Regions from separate parts of the Zea mays genome. Here region 1 is linked to region 2. Evidence: chromatin contacts called from public Hi-C data. All regions are on one chromosome and are shown on one strand. The core of a region is the stretch at or near the end of the contact, and the rest is flanking DNA. Distances in the headings are between cores, read along the strand shown. Region 1 holds the start of LOC100281038 (arogenate dehydrogenase). Region 2 holds the start of LOC107522027 (Peptidyl-prolyl cis-trans isomerase CYP20-1).

Region 1 (6,624 bases), core at 2,304-4,803, 150 kb after region 2:
CGGGTGTTTGGCCCGTGCCGGGTCGCCGTTTGGCCATCTATATGCGTGCAACGGATTAATTTGAAATAGTTGTGAGAGGTTATTTGTAAAAAGATGACGCGGGACGACCGTTGAAACTGTTGCTTTAAGTATAGTATAGATATGCACTATTGTTTGGTGGCTTCAGCTTCGCTTTAGATAATTGTTTGCTCAGGAGTAAAGATTACTTACATCGTGAGAGTGAAACGTTTGATCATTTTATCCATGTTTATATGGTACCCTGACTTTGCCCTCACACAATTTTTTGGATCATGCCACCACCAAAAACTACTCGGAGTTTATCTAGTCTCTACATGACTCTCATCCAAACACTATTGAAATTGTGGCCATCCTATTCCATCCCTTCATATATATTCAATCAAACACATCCTAATTTGGCCTAACGTGCTTCGTTCAGTGTCAATAAGCTTTCTGCACAGATGTTGTTGTGTGTGGGTGGGGGGGGGGGGGGGGGGTGTGGTGGGGGGAGCGTACCCTGAACGAAGCACGAGAATACTATGGTAGTTTTGGACGGAAGGAAGGGACCGGGGACCCCTGATCCGATCCGGTGGCCGGCGGGGTCGTGCTTGAACTTGTCACGGCACGTGTCTGGCTTTGCCCTCGCAGTAAAAATGTGGGCGGGCCAGTTCATGTTTTTGACCACATGAATCCCGCTAGCGATTAGCAGTAGACTGCAGCAGTAATTTCTAGTTTCCTACTGTACAAATGGGGACTGCGTGCTGCCCTCAACTAGAAAAACGCACTTCTAAAAAAATAAAAAAAACGAGAAAAAAATAACAAAGACTTAGTTCAATCTGCGGCCGTGCTTGCACGTCTTCTTCGATTTATGATGACTCCCACGCATAGAGATGATAATGGGTAAATATCCACCGAAATCATCTATATACACTATTGGGTATGAATTTACTTTATACCTATAACTATATTGGTATGAGTCACCCGTCGGGTCATCCTGATCCACAAAAAATAAACATCTATCAAAATGGTATATTGTACAAATGTCAAGTATATCTATCTAAATATTGTTATAATTTTTTTAGCATCATTTAACCATCCATTCAACAACACCAAAGATAATTGGATAAAGTAGCAACATTAGATAGTACTACATAGCATATTACATGTTCATTATGGTCATCAAATAGCCGTTAAGCCTTCTATGACACTATGCCTTAAAAGATTGTTAAATAGTAAAAGAGATGGATGAATGAAGCTCAAATTCATGCCTTTAGACTAAGTTTATAGTGGATATTTTATATCCACGGGTTAACGGGGCATGAGTTAAGGTGTAACGTTCTAATACCCATTTTACCCATTGAGTAAAGGCTTTTTCCCAATAAAAAATCCACAATTAAAATATTAAGTCTATATATATATATATATATATATATATATATATATATATATATATATATATATATATATATATATATATATATATATATATATATATCCTAATGAATTAGGATATGTTTGATTTGAGGTCAAAATATGATGGAGCGGGGTTGACACAGTTCCCTTGATTTTTTGGGTCACGTTGTCACAAAAAACTACTCCGATGTTTACTTCACTCATACGTGACTCTTATCCAACCAACTATATCCGCCCCCTTTCATCTCACTATATACATACCAAACACACCCTAAATGCCCATTTAAATGGTGGGCATCTCTACTTCCACAGCACCTTCAGCTCCGACCAACCATTTGCTCTAACAACCGCGCGATTCTCACAGACAGACAGACAGACAGAGCACTCCGCTGACAACGATGTGACCCGGACCTATACCAGAAGCTGTTTTTCCACGGCGGTGCAGCGCCCCCGAAGCACACGGTTTTTAGTTTTCTCTGTGGTGTTGCACCTGACCCAGTCAGTGTTCCTGCCACCGCTGTCAAGAAAGCAGCTTACCAACCGTAATCAGCAGCAGCAGCGTTCATGAATTAGGGACCCGAAAGCCATCTGGTTTTTGACTGCGCACTGTATTTGAGACCTCTTCTGATTTTCCCTCGTCCTGGTGTTATTATTACAGACTTGCAATGCCAAAGATTGCTTATTTATTCAGTTTGTTTGTCACAAATTGCAATGCCAAGCTGCCACATTTCATCCCTCAACTGTAAAACTGAACTGACAGGAGGGAGTTGGGAGGAGAAACGGAGAATACAGATACAGGCTGGTACTACAAATACAATGGCAAGGAGAATTGGAACTGGAATTTAATTTATTACTAACAACAGATGATGATGAGATTGGGGGCGAGACGAACCCCCCCCCCCCCCCCCCGGCGGCGGCCGTGTCTACTTGCGGACGTTGGAGGAGGAGACGTCGGGGGCGTGCGGGGACCCCTCGAAGAGCTGCTTCCGAAGCACGTCGTGGAGGCCGTCGAAGAGCCTCTTCTTGACGGAGTCCATGGCCCACTCGAGGCGGTTGAGCAGCTCGGTGGAGTTCTTGTTGTACATGAAGAGGCCGTTGTAGAGGTCGAAGCTGTCGCTGCAGGTGTTGTCCACGAGGCGGAGCAGCGTCTCGTAGCCCTTGGTGTTGATGGGCGTGGAGCGCAGCTCCAGCATGGCGAGCATCCGCCCCACGGTGTGCGTCAGGAACTGGGTCTCGGCGGCGTGCGCGTCGTGCTCGGCGCAGGACATCTCCACCATCCGGCAGCCCTCGCGCTCGAAGATGTTGAGGAAGGCGTCGGCGCGGGCGCGGCGCGCGGGGCAGTCCCCGACGCGGACCCGGTCGAACACGAAGGGCAGGCCGTCCCAGCCGTCGCGCGCCGACTCCGGCCCGAACATGGGGTGCGTGCAGATGACGTCAAAGTCGGGGGGCAGGGAGCTGAGCAGCAGGTTCTTGGGGAACTCCTTCACGGACAGCACGTCCACGAAGAGCGTGTTGCGGCGGAGGCGGTGCACGGGGAGCGAGCGCAGCACGGCCTCGGCCGACAGGATGGAGGTGGCCAGGAGCACCACGTCCGGGTGGCACTCGCACAGGTCGTGCGGGTCCGCGAAGAAGGTGGCCCCCAGCGTCGTCGCCAGCGCCGTGTGGTCCGTCCGCGAGTGCGCCAGCAGCGTGTGCCCCTGCCGCGCGAACGTGCGCGCCAGGAACTGCCCGAAGTTGCCGAACCCGACGATGGCGATCTTCAGCCGCTGCCGCTCCTCCAGCAGCCCCGCCGCGCGGGACTCGTAGTCGAACGGCTGGGCGGCGTCCACCGCGCGGATGCGCTGGGGCCGCGCGCGGAGGGGCGCCCCCGCCCCCGGGGCGTGTCCGCGCCACCGCCGCGGGGAGGCCAGGTGGGTGGCGACCCCCAAGGCCGGGGCCGGCGGGTGGCGCCGGTGGGGTCGGGTTGGTTGGTGGAGGCGGAGGGTGGAGGTGGAAGACGACAGCATCTTTGCTTGTGGAGTTGGGGTTGGGCTCTCGGCTGCTGCTGCTGGCTGGCTGCTGCTCTCCTCTGCTCTCCACTCCTCTCCTCTCCTCTCCTCTCTGGCGTTTACTTGGGCCTTTGGGTGTGGTTGGTCGCTGGAGAATTAGATGGGAGTGCGTGTGCGTGTCAACATCACATCACACCGAACGACCCAACCTAAGTAGTAGGTGACAGACACCTGCTAGGATCATTTGTTGGGGAGTCTTGGACTTGTATTTACAACAACGCATCCTTTCGCTGCAGCTAAAGTTGCAACCGCAGCTCCAGCTGAAAATACGACAGCCACGTTAAGGTGGTTCGTTTTATTATTCTCAGTCTATGTAAATTGGATGAGATTTAGTGGGTTTCAATACAAAACAAGTTAAAAAAATTATAATTTTTTTCAATCACATCCAATTTACATGAGATAGGAATAACCAAAAAAGTTACAGGGCTCTCCAGACCCAACTCGAATGAAAAAAATCACCAGTTCCTCAAATCATAGCCTCGTTCCCTTCAAATAAAGGGGATTGTTGGAAAGAACAAAATCCAAAACAATTTTTGTATCTCCTCCGGTAACTATTTTTTGCTATTGGAAAACGTCTAGGAGTAAATTATCATAATTGGAAAATGTCTTATAGCAAATGTCGAAGATAAAAACTCCAGCTGGGTGACGGAATGTCCCTTACTAATCCTAAGAACAGGGGACAATCTAGGGTTTGTCTGGAGAGATGGACGAACACAAGAACACACGATGGTTTAGAGTGGTTCAGACCGCTAGAGCGTAATCCTACTCTACTTGTGAGTTATATTGCTGAGAGCTTGACAATGTATGAGACTGGTTGGAGATGCCTCCGAGGGAGTTCAAGAGTGAATTTCCCGTCCCCGAGTCCCTGTATAGGCTCGAGTCTGGTCCCGTGTGTCGTGTGTGTGTCTATTTCTAAGTAGCGTGCATGCCCTCCCTTTTACAGCCAAAGGGAGGCATGTACATGGGCAATGAGGAGCCCCGACAGGTGGGCCTTAGCTGTATAAAAAACGGAACTTGGAGCTATTAATCCTGCGGTTCAAGATCTTCATTTGGTCACCGTGCGGATTCCATGCCCAGCCGCACCTTCGTCCTGTCTCGTCGGCATGAGGGTGAAGACAACTGTGTAGGCACCGGTGAAAGGGAAATGGTCTTTACCATTTTCTCTAATTGCTTTTGGTGCTTGATGACATCACAACCTTATGGACTAACTAGTTTGTCTAGTTGAAAACTCGAAGGTGTCGGGTTCGGTAAAAATCATTTTTAGCGTCCTTGTGTAGCGTCCAGGGGCACGCCCAGATCGTCTGCGACTGCTTTATCTGACATCTGACGACACATTTAATGCACTTATAATCGTTACTGACGACCGTTGCGATTTCAACCATTGATATGCAGGGGCGGACCGTCCGCGTGTAGCAGGAAAGTTAGCAACAACTATGTGGTGATTGAGGGGCTATAAATACATTCCCAATCAACTCCATTCAATTCACCCAAGCCTCTACAACTTTCATACATTGCTTAGAGCAAGTTCTTCACTTTATCCGCACTCAACTTCAAAGTCCTTTATAAGTGCCATAACTGTGTTTCAAGATCATTAGTGATTAGTGCTTTGGAGAGACTCAAGAGAGTGTGACATTGTGATTTTGTTGTTGCTCTTTTGGCTTGGTTTCTTGATCGTGCTTTCTTCATCTCCTTCTAGACTCTTAGTGATTTGTAAAGCTAGTAAGAGACACCTAATTGTGTGGTGATTCTTGCGGGGTCTAAGTGACCCTCGAGATTAAGAAGAAGCACTCAACTGGTCTAAGCAACCCTTTGATAGAGGGAAAGGGTTGAAAGACCTGGTCTACGTGGCCTCCTCAATAGGGAGTAGATTCTTCGGAACCGAACCCCCGGAAACAAATCACTCTTGTCTATGTGTTAATCTTGCTTTGCGATTTGATTCTTCCTCTCCCATCTCTCTAAGTTCTCTTGCATGAGATCGTTTTAAGTTAGCTCCCAAGGTTATCCGCATTGATTGAGCAACTCGTGGCAAGAAGAACTATCTTCCGCACTCTGATTTCATTATTACTAGTTCTAAATGCTAAACTCGGGTGAATTTTGTCTTTAAAGTTTATAATTTTTCAGGTTTCGCCTATTCACTCCCCTCTAGGTGACTTTCAAGCGGTGTCGGTTGCCTCGTCGTCTTGCGTAGGGGAGTAGGTGGATGGTGTTGTCCTGTCTCCTCCGCCTGTCTCATGCATGGCTCGACAACGGGAATTGTGGAAGTCATGATGGGAGTTACCCACGCACAGCGCAGTGGGTCAATGGTCTTCGTCTCGGTAACATGCGAGTTATTAGCGCGCCCCAAGCCTTATGGACTGCACACGTTGCATGCATTTAATACGAGGTACATGCTACCTGCCCCTGATGTGGACAGGTGCAAATCCTGCCCATATTTAATGCAGGCGGTCCTGGTGTCAGAGGCTTACGTCAAACGAAGCATGGTGGCTTCCGCGATATGTCTTGGGCCATGCGGAAGCGCCGCGCCCCTGGCCGGGGTCTGGAAGGCACTTATGGAGGTTCGTGTCCCATCCGCGATGGCCTGGACACTTGGCAGCACCGAACCTCCCCTAGTTGGAGGTCCGGATGGCACACGCAGGGGTCCGGGACCGTCCTACTGGGGTCCGACCCTAGACTGTAGATGTTGAGTAATCTCACTATCGGGGTATGTGATGACGCCGGTGACCCAGAGGCCAGTGGCCCTGCCGAGTCCAACTCTAGGTTGGAGTAGACTGCTCGTCATCCATGGCCCCGCCTAGACCCAGCAGGAGTGGGTACTCCATATTTAGGATACTGACAGCAAAGATACCGTTGAATGGTGTATATTGATATTAACATTGTGTTAGCACCCCTCTCCGTGGCTCCGACGTAAGAAATGCTTGACGGGAGGAACGAATGGACTCAACAGAGAGAATGAAGAAAGGGTAGAAGAACTACAACGTGGGGAAGAAGAAAGACCGAACGGAAGTTGTCGCTCGTATAGAGTATTCAACATTTACTTATATCTCTCCTCCAGCCCACATAGCCCATCAGACATACTTGACAATAGCCATAGGCCATTTGGTATACCTGACACGACAATAGCCCATAGCCCATCTGGTATACCTGACACATTGAGGGGTGTCCTACA
Region 2 (7,326 bases), core at 2,188-4,687:
TTCCAAACTTAACTAAAATACCAAACTGTGGCGAGAAAATTTTCTCAATAATATTCCACGCTTACAAATGGCATGCGTGTTACTACATTGTAATCCATCAGATGCCTACCACTAGGTTGGTGACATTACGTAATAGCATCGGGCTGCAGTGCTAAGATTTTCCATGATACATACATGGAACTATGGCATACTCCAAAGGACTTCCAGATTCTGGAGAAACGGAAAACTGGATTTTAGTGGCGCCTTCACTCTTCAGCACCTGAAGGCATGAACTCAAGACAGTAACATCGAACAGCACTATGGCACTGTTACTACTACTACAACATCGGGCACATTACCACTTTGCAAGCACCACGATTCACACCTACACATATTCAGACACAAAATTGGGCAGCGATGGGCATGGACATTTCATTGAATAGAAAAAGCACACCTATTTGGGGGGTAAAAAAATCAATTAGAACAACGATGGAGACGCCATCGAGCGGGGGCAGCTCGAGCGGGTTGGCCAGGTGGCTGGCGGTGATGCGCTGGAAGAGGAACTCCCCCACGATGGCCATCCAACCGCGGCACTACTCCAGCCACCCTAGCACGTCCCTCTTCCCGCCCCGCGGCTCCGCCATCGCCGCCGCCGGATGAAGTGCCAGCCTTGCAGTTGCCTGCAGGGGCGGAGTCGAGTCTTTGAGAGGAGGCGACGCCCTCGTGCGCGCGGCAGAGGCGAGGCGTGGCGTGTGTGGTAGGCTGCGGACAGAAGGACTGGAGGGAGGAATGGCGAGCAGCAAGGTCACCGATTTGGGGGGTAAAAAAATCAAACAACGAACCGGCAGATCTGCTGGTTGTTGCTGCTCAGTGCAGCGGCCCACGCAATGAGGAGGTGGAGGGAGGAATGTCGAGCAGCAAGGTCACCGATTTGAGGGGTAAAAAAATCAAACAACGAACCGGCAGATCTGCTGGTTGTTGCTGCTCAGTGCAGCGGCCCACGCAATGAGGAGGTGGAGGGAGGAATGGCGAGCAGCAAGCTGAGCAAGGTCACCGATTTGGGGGGTAAAAAAATCAAACAACGAACCGGCAGATCTGCCGCAACTATACAATTCGGGGGAAAAAAAGAAAGGAAAGCAAACCTGCTGGAGTGCTGGAGACGGAAGACGCGGCGGAGGCTCGAGACGGAAGACGCGGCGGAGGCTGGAAACGGAAGACGCGGCGGAGGGAGCAAGGATGAGGGACAAGATGGAAGTTTGACTGTGTGAGGACTGAGGAGAGGAAATTTCCAGAAGCAGCGAAGGTAACGAGGGAGTGGTCTTCAGAGATATGTGAGCCGTTGATCCACAATCGAGTAGCTAAAAAAATTTCCGCTGACGTGGATAGCGTGAAGAACGCCGCTTTGAACCGGTATTGTATTTCCAGAAGCAGCGAAGGTAACGAGGGAGTGGTCTTCAGAGATATGTGAGCCGTTGATCCACAATCGAGTAGCTAAAAAAATTTCCGCTGACGTGGATAGCGTGAAGAACGCCGCTTTGAACCGGTATTGTATATAGGAAAATGCTTAGCGAGGGACATAATATACCGAGCAAGATGTATAAGGAATTAAGTGGTTTTTATTTTTTTATCCATTCAAGGCATTTTGCAAATCCGCGTTGACATGGAGTTGCTCTAAACTCAGAGTCGTAGTTAGATCCGCGTCAATAATCTCGACAAATCATATATCCACATACATGGAATGTCGTTGCAATGAAGCATGTATCCAAGTAAACACGATTGTAACATGAGTTAATAGAGGAGATAAGAAGCTGAGCTTGCATAAAACCAGCATGTCCTTCGATAAACATCCACAAGGTCGTTTCCCCAAGCTCCAGCACCCAAAAGACGATGATAGTAGCCGTATATACTCTTAAGGCCTAGATGACACAGTTATTAGATTTTGGCAACGACTAATATGCAAGCAGGTACTACGTGCAAACGTGCAAGCACACTTTTAGTCCGTTAGATCTGTATCCAACGGTATATACAATTGTGGTTTGTTAGAGAGTTTTTTGTAAAGCTGTAACAGGTGGTGCTGGAAGAGTTTAAGTGCTAAATATAACATACTGTTAGATCTAAATCTAACGGAGTAAAAAGTCTGCTTGCGTGCTTGCACCTAGTACCTGCTTACATATTAATTGTCCGAAGCAAAATTTAAAATAGTAGAGACTTTTCTGATTATTCTTTAATTATTTATTTTGAATATATATTACTGATATGAAAAATTTATATATATATATATATATATATAATATTTATATCAAACAATAATTAAATAAAAGATAAGTATTACGATATTTTCTTAAAATGTTTATTCTAACATGTTGAAATGTGGTTGGGTCAGAGTGTCATAGACACGTCGATGTTGCCAACTCTTTAATACTCGTTACTAGACTATTGAGCTCTATATATATATATAGTAACTACCAAGTATATAATTAGGATCTGGGGCCTGGTGCGGTCACTCCTTTGCCCCAGCCTCAAGGCCCGCACTAGAGATGGCCAAACGGGCCGTCTGGTCCGGTCTGGCCCGGTGAAGCCTGGTTCGTTTTGAATCAGACCCGTTAGGCACGGTTAGAAAATCCGGACGGACTGTCTAAGCCCGTGGGTTTGTTTTCTTGTCAGAGCCTGGCCTGCCGCGGGCCTAAACGGGTCGGGTGGGCCCGTTTAGCACGGAAAAAGTGGGTCGAAAACGAGCTAAGAGGGCCGGTAAGCACGGTTTAGTGCAAAAAAAAAACGGGATTAGAGGTAAACGTGTCATGCCGGGCTAGCCCACCGTGACTAGTTTTCTGTCCGAGTCCGGCCCGTTTATTCGTGTCGGGCCGGCCCGAACCCGCATAGAACCGAGCCATGCCGGGCTCGGATCGGGCCCAAACAGCGGGCTTCGTGTCGGGCTCGCGGGCCTCGTGCTTATTGGCCATCTATAGCCGGCACTAGCCTAGTTCGGTACTCTTGGAATGAGAGGAATTGGAGTGGATCAAAAGATATTGAGGGCGATTTTGCTCTATTGAGTGGATTTAAATACCATCCAATTCCCTTTGAACCACTCCAGTTGCGTACCCAAACGTACTAGGCCCAATAGGGGCCGGCCAGGAGCCTGCACATTGTAATTGTAGGATGTCTCGGAATTGAGCAGGATGTTTTGTCGCCTTGACGAGGCTGTGGTAGCATGCGTGCAAGCTTGTGATGTTTGGGATGTGCCTGCCGCTGTGCCCCAAATCCAAATCCAACAGAGCGGCAGCATCTATTTCTAGGCAACAACAGAGTGACAAGCAGTTGCGTGAATCCCCGACGTGCGTGGCGTGGCGTCTATAATTCGTAGGGCCATCGTTATTCCTGCCTCGCCCCCACCTGTCAGCCAGCGCCCGCCCTCCTCCTTTATAAGGATCGAGAGGACGGACGTGGCGCTGCAGCCTGCAGGAAAAGGAGCGAAGAGAGAGAGAGACGCAGGACCGCCGGCGACGATCGAGGAGGGAGGAACCAGATACCCGGCGGCGGCGATCGATGGCTCCGCGCAGCTCATCGGCGGCGACGTGCCTGTGCCTCGCTCTCGCCGCGGCCACGCTGGCGCTGGCCCACGTACGGTGCTCGGTTCCATTGGTCATTCTCTGAATATTAGTGGCTCCGCCGACGATCCATCATGTCGAACCAGCAGTCCAGCATGCAGCTCTTCTGATGCATGCCATTGCCATTGTCGCTGTCGAATCCAGGGGGCGCAAGGAGGAGGACCATCGGCATCGGCGGCGGACCTGGACAAGGTCACGGCCGAGACCTTCTTGGACATCGAGATCGACGGCAAGCCTGCAGGTTCGTACGTGCGTGCGCCGTGCGGTGCATGCATCATGTATGCATGGATATATATACGTCGTCGGACCCAGCCTTCTGCCTGCATGCATGTACGCGTTGTTGCCGGCCGCTCCTAATCACAACTCAATTTCACATGTACACACATCTACGCAGGCCGGATCGTGCTGGGACTGTTTGGGGACACCGTTCCTAAAACAGCAGGTATATACGCTATATATATATAGTTCACAGATCATCATCGTCGCGACAAAATGTCGTCGTACGTTGTTGCTAGGAACCCCTAAGGCCCTAACTGATACACCGTCCATGCATGCCATGTATGCATGCGTTTTCTTTCTTCCTTTTTTTCGCAGAGAACTTCCGAGCACTTTGCACAGGTACGCTAGCTTGTGTTCATGCATGGGACACTGTATGTGTACAAAGAATCCGTCGTCATTATATATATATAATACACACACGTACACACGTACGTATACGCACGCACGCGCAGGGGAGAAAGGAATTGCCAAGTCCGGCAAGCCTCTGTGGTACAAGGGGTCGACGTTCCACAGGATCATCCCGGGGTTCATGATCCAGGGAGGCGACTTCACCAACGGCAACGGCACGGGGGGCGAGTCCATCTACGGCAGCACCATCTTCTCCGACGAGAACTTCAAGCACACCCACGCTAAAGCCGGTACGCTAGCTACTAGCTGACCCTCTGATGATCAATGGGAAGCATGCATGCTTGCGCTCATGCGTGGACGACGACGACGTCTGAACACTGTCTGTCTTCGATCAGCGCTGATGGTCTGCTGCGCTGCAGGTACGCTGTCCATGGCTAACTACGGGCCCGACTCCAATGGCTCCCAGTTCTTCATCACCACCGTAGACGAAAACCGGTAACAGTAGTCATAGACAGATCTCGATCCCCTCTTGCATGTGTGATGTCTTTTTTTTTTTCTTGAGCACATGCATGCAGATGTGTGATGTTTTTTTTAAAAAAAATTAACGTGTGCATGCGAAATTGCAAACAAAGGTTGCCCAAGAAGCTGGACGGGCGCCACGTGGTGTTCGGCAAGGTGGTGAAAGGGATGGACGTCGTGCGCAAGATCGAAGCCGAGGGCCAGCTCACCGGCGTGCCCAAGGCCAAGGTCGTCATAGCCAACAGCGGCCAGCTGCCAGCGCCCGCCGCCGCCGGCCATCGTGACCTCTGATCGATGACGAGGAGAACGACTCACTGCACGATCCATCAATCCGATCGATCTGTCTTGTTCGTTAAGAAACCAAACGTGTGCATGGTTAATTATATAAGACGTGCTCTTCTTCAGATCATGGTGAATTGAAAGACTGCCAAATTAAGGCCACTTGTGTTGCTTTGATTGTACGGAGAGATCATGCTGACGTGTACGTACGTGTACCGAGATCCGTTTCAAATGCATGCTTTGATTGTACAGAGAGTGGCTCGTTTGGCATATAGCTCCGCTACATGATTCTCTAATAGGGTAATTCCGTGTGATTCTCTAACAAAAGTGAATCTGCTATTTGATGAAAACCGTTTGCCAAATGGGTCGTGAAGTGATTGCTGAGGGCTTAGAGGGCGGAGAGCAGGTTTTTTTGGCTCTCACTTTCTAGTACAAGATAGAGACTATATTCACTCCACTTCCACCATGAAGTAGTTCAGTTTTTTACCATTTAGCTTAATGGGAGTGATTCTCGCTGGGAGCAAAGCTGTGGGAGCTCTGCCAAACGCCCTAAGTATGAATTTCACAAGCAATTAATTAATAAAATCACTCGAATTCGACTCTAATGGGGTGTTTGGTTTGAAGAATCACTCTATCCAAAATGAAATGAGGTGGTGCATTATGGTTCCCTTCCTCAAATTTGATGAAATGACTCTATTCCTCATATTAGTATTGTCGGATATAGTAAATATGGGTACCTAGATTACACCCCTAAAACATGCTTAACCTCTAAACCACCATCAAGGTACATTCCTCCGAGGACGAATGATCATAAGCCATGCTTCACCTGAGGCCCCTCTCAGTGGTCACCATAACTTCGCCTCGTCCGAGCCTGCCCTCGGACTAGGTGTGTTCTTGGGAGAATCCTCGTCCTGACCGAGGTCCCCTTTCCCAGAAGGGCAGTCTTCGCCTCGCCTAAGCTGGCCTAGGGTAAGTAAGACAAACTCAGGGCAAGACTAAGCCGAAGTTCGCAGGGGACAGGGGCATTCAATGCGCATACTATCGGTGTTTGGAGCCCGACCGCGCACCCGGGGTTACCCCTCGAGGTGCTTTTGGGTAGGACGGTGTTGCTAACTGTAACTCAATGGTTCGTGCAAGACGCACGAGAGATGGTAGACAATTTTCTACAGGTTCGGGTCGCTTTGAGATGCATAATACCCTACTTCCTGGTGTAGATCTTTATGTGGTGGGTTACAAGGGAGTTCTCCAGTATGGAGAAAGCTAATGAACTGAGTAGACGGCTGATGAATGACCTGTTTTTGATGGAGTGCCCCCTAGGCCTTATATATCCGACCGTGGGGCACTACATGTGTGTATGATATTGATGTATACCTAAGTAATAGTGAACCGGCTGAACTTACCTTCCTACAATCTTGTCGACTTATTCTCATTTGGTTCCGATGTCCAAGGGTGTCGCGCGGGAAGATCGGATTAGCGCTGTGGATAACGCTTAAATCCCGCGAGACGCCTGGTCCCGCGTCCGCTCCTTCCATGCGTCGGCCCATTCTGCGAGCAGTTCTCCCCTGGCCCACGAGGGGACGGCCTTGCGAGATAATAGACCCAAAACCTTTCGTGAGGCCTTCTAACCTTCTAGTGGACCCGGGGATATCTGTCCCCCACAAGCCCCCAATCTTTGAGTTGATTTTGAAATAATCGGCCCAAAGATTCTAGGTCCAGCTTGCGGTTTTGATTTTCATTTTAGTGATAGGCGCTTCGAAGGTGCACCTATTGAACGTTGCTTCTGAACTCTGAGTGACTCAGTAAAAAACAATCTTCTGTTGTCCTCCTTTGGTACATTCAATGATCTTCATCTCATGCCTCAGAAATCGGCGCTCTGTTATCAACTTATGCCTTAGAGATCAACATTCTATCCTTTGGAGCTAAGGATTCATTGGGCACACTGAAGGTGCACCCAATGGGTGTAGCCCCCGAGCTTTGAGTGGATTGTTGAAAATAATCCATTCAAAGATCTTCATCTCATGCTTTAGGGATTAGCATTTTATCTTCGTCTCATGCTTTAGAAATCAACATTTTATCTTCATCTCATGCTTTAGGGATCAACATTTTATCTTCGTCTCATGCTTTAGAAATCAGCGTTTTATCTTCATCTCTTGCTTTTGCGAACTCAAACAACGTGGTCTGCCCATGCCTTGTTAGGTTTGAAATTTATTTGATTGGCGACAGATTGGATGTCTGGTAGATGGCTCTTGGCTGGTCTTCATTTCGCTTTGTGCTTCAATGCTTTTGCTGACTAGACTTGCAGTTCAGTAGCTATATT

The links. Hi-C and Micro-C count contacts between places; a contact is called where the count stands out from the background.
Region 1: a contact with region 2 is called in a Hi-C map of tassel, with 5 times the contacts expected there. The contact joins the promoter of LOC100281038 here to the promoter of LOC107522027 in region 2. A contact is called at or near these places in 3 of 25 Hi-C or Micro-C datasets (ear, leaf and tassel).

What each region holds. Positions count from the first base shown.
Region 1 is chr5:61,128,050-61,134,673 of Zm-B73-REFERENCE-NAM-5.0, forward strand. LOC100281038 (arogenate dehydrogenase) reads right to left here and starts at 3,554. Exons shown (of 1, transcript NM_001153957.2): 1 at 2,065-3,554. The coding sequence starts at 3,416. The coding sequence ends at 2,334.
Region 2 is chr5:60,982,445-60,989,770 of Zm-B73-REFERENCE-NAM-5.0, forward strand. It overlaps LOC107522027 (Peptidyl-prolyl cis-trans isomerase CYP20-1), which reads left to right and starts at 3,438. Exons shown (of 7, transcript NM_001322122.1): 1 at 3,438-3,597; 2 at 3,729-3,825; 3 at 3,979-4,026; 4 at 4,179-4,202; 5 at 4,316-4,501; 6 at 4,631-4,706; 7 at 4,844-5,353. The coding sequence starts at 3,523. The coding sequence ends at 5,021. LOC111589269 (a long non-coding RNA gene) reads right to left here and starts at 1,514. Exons shown (of 2, transcript XR_002748268.1): 1 at 1,122-1,514.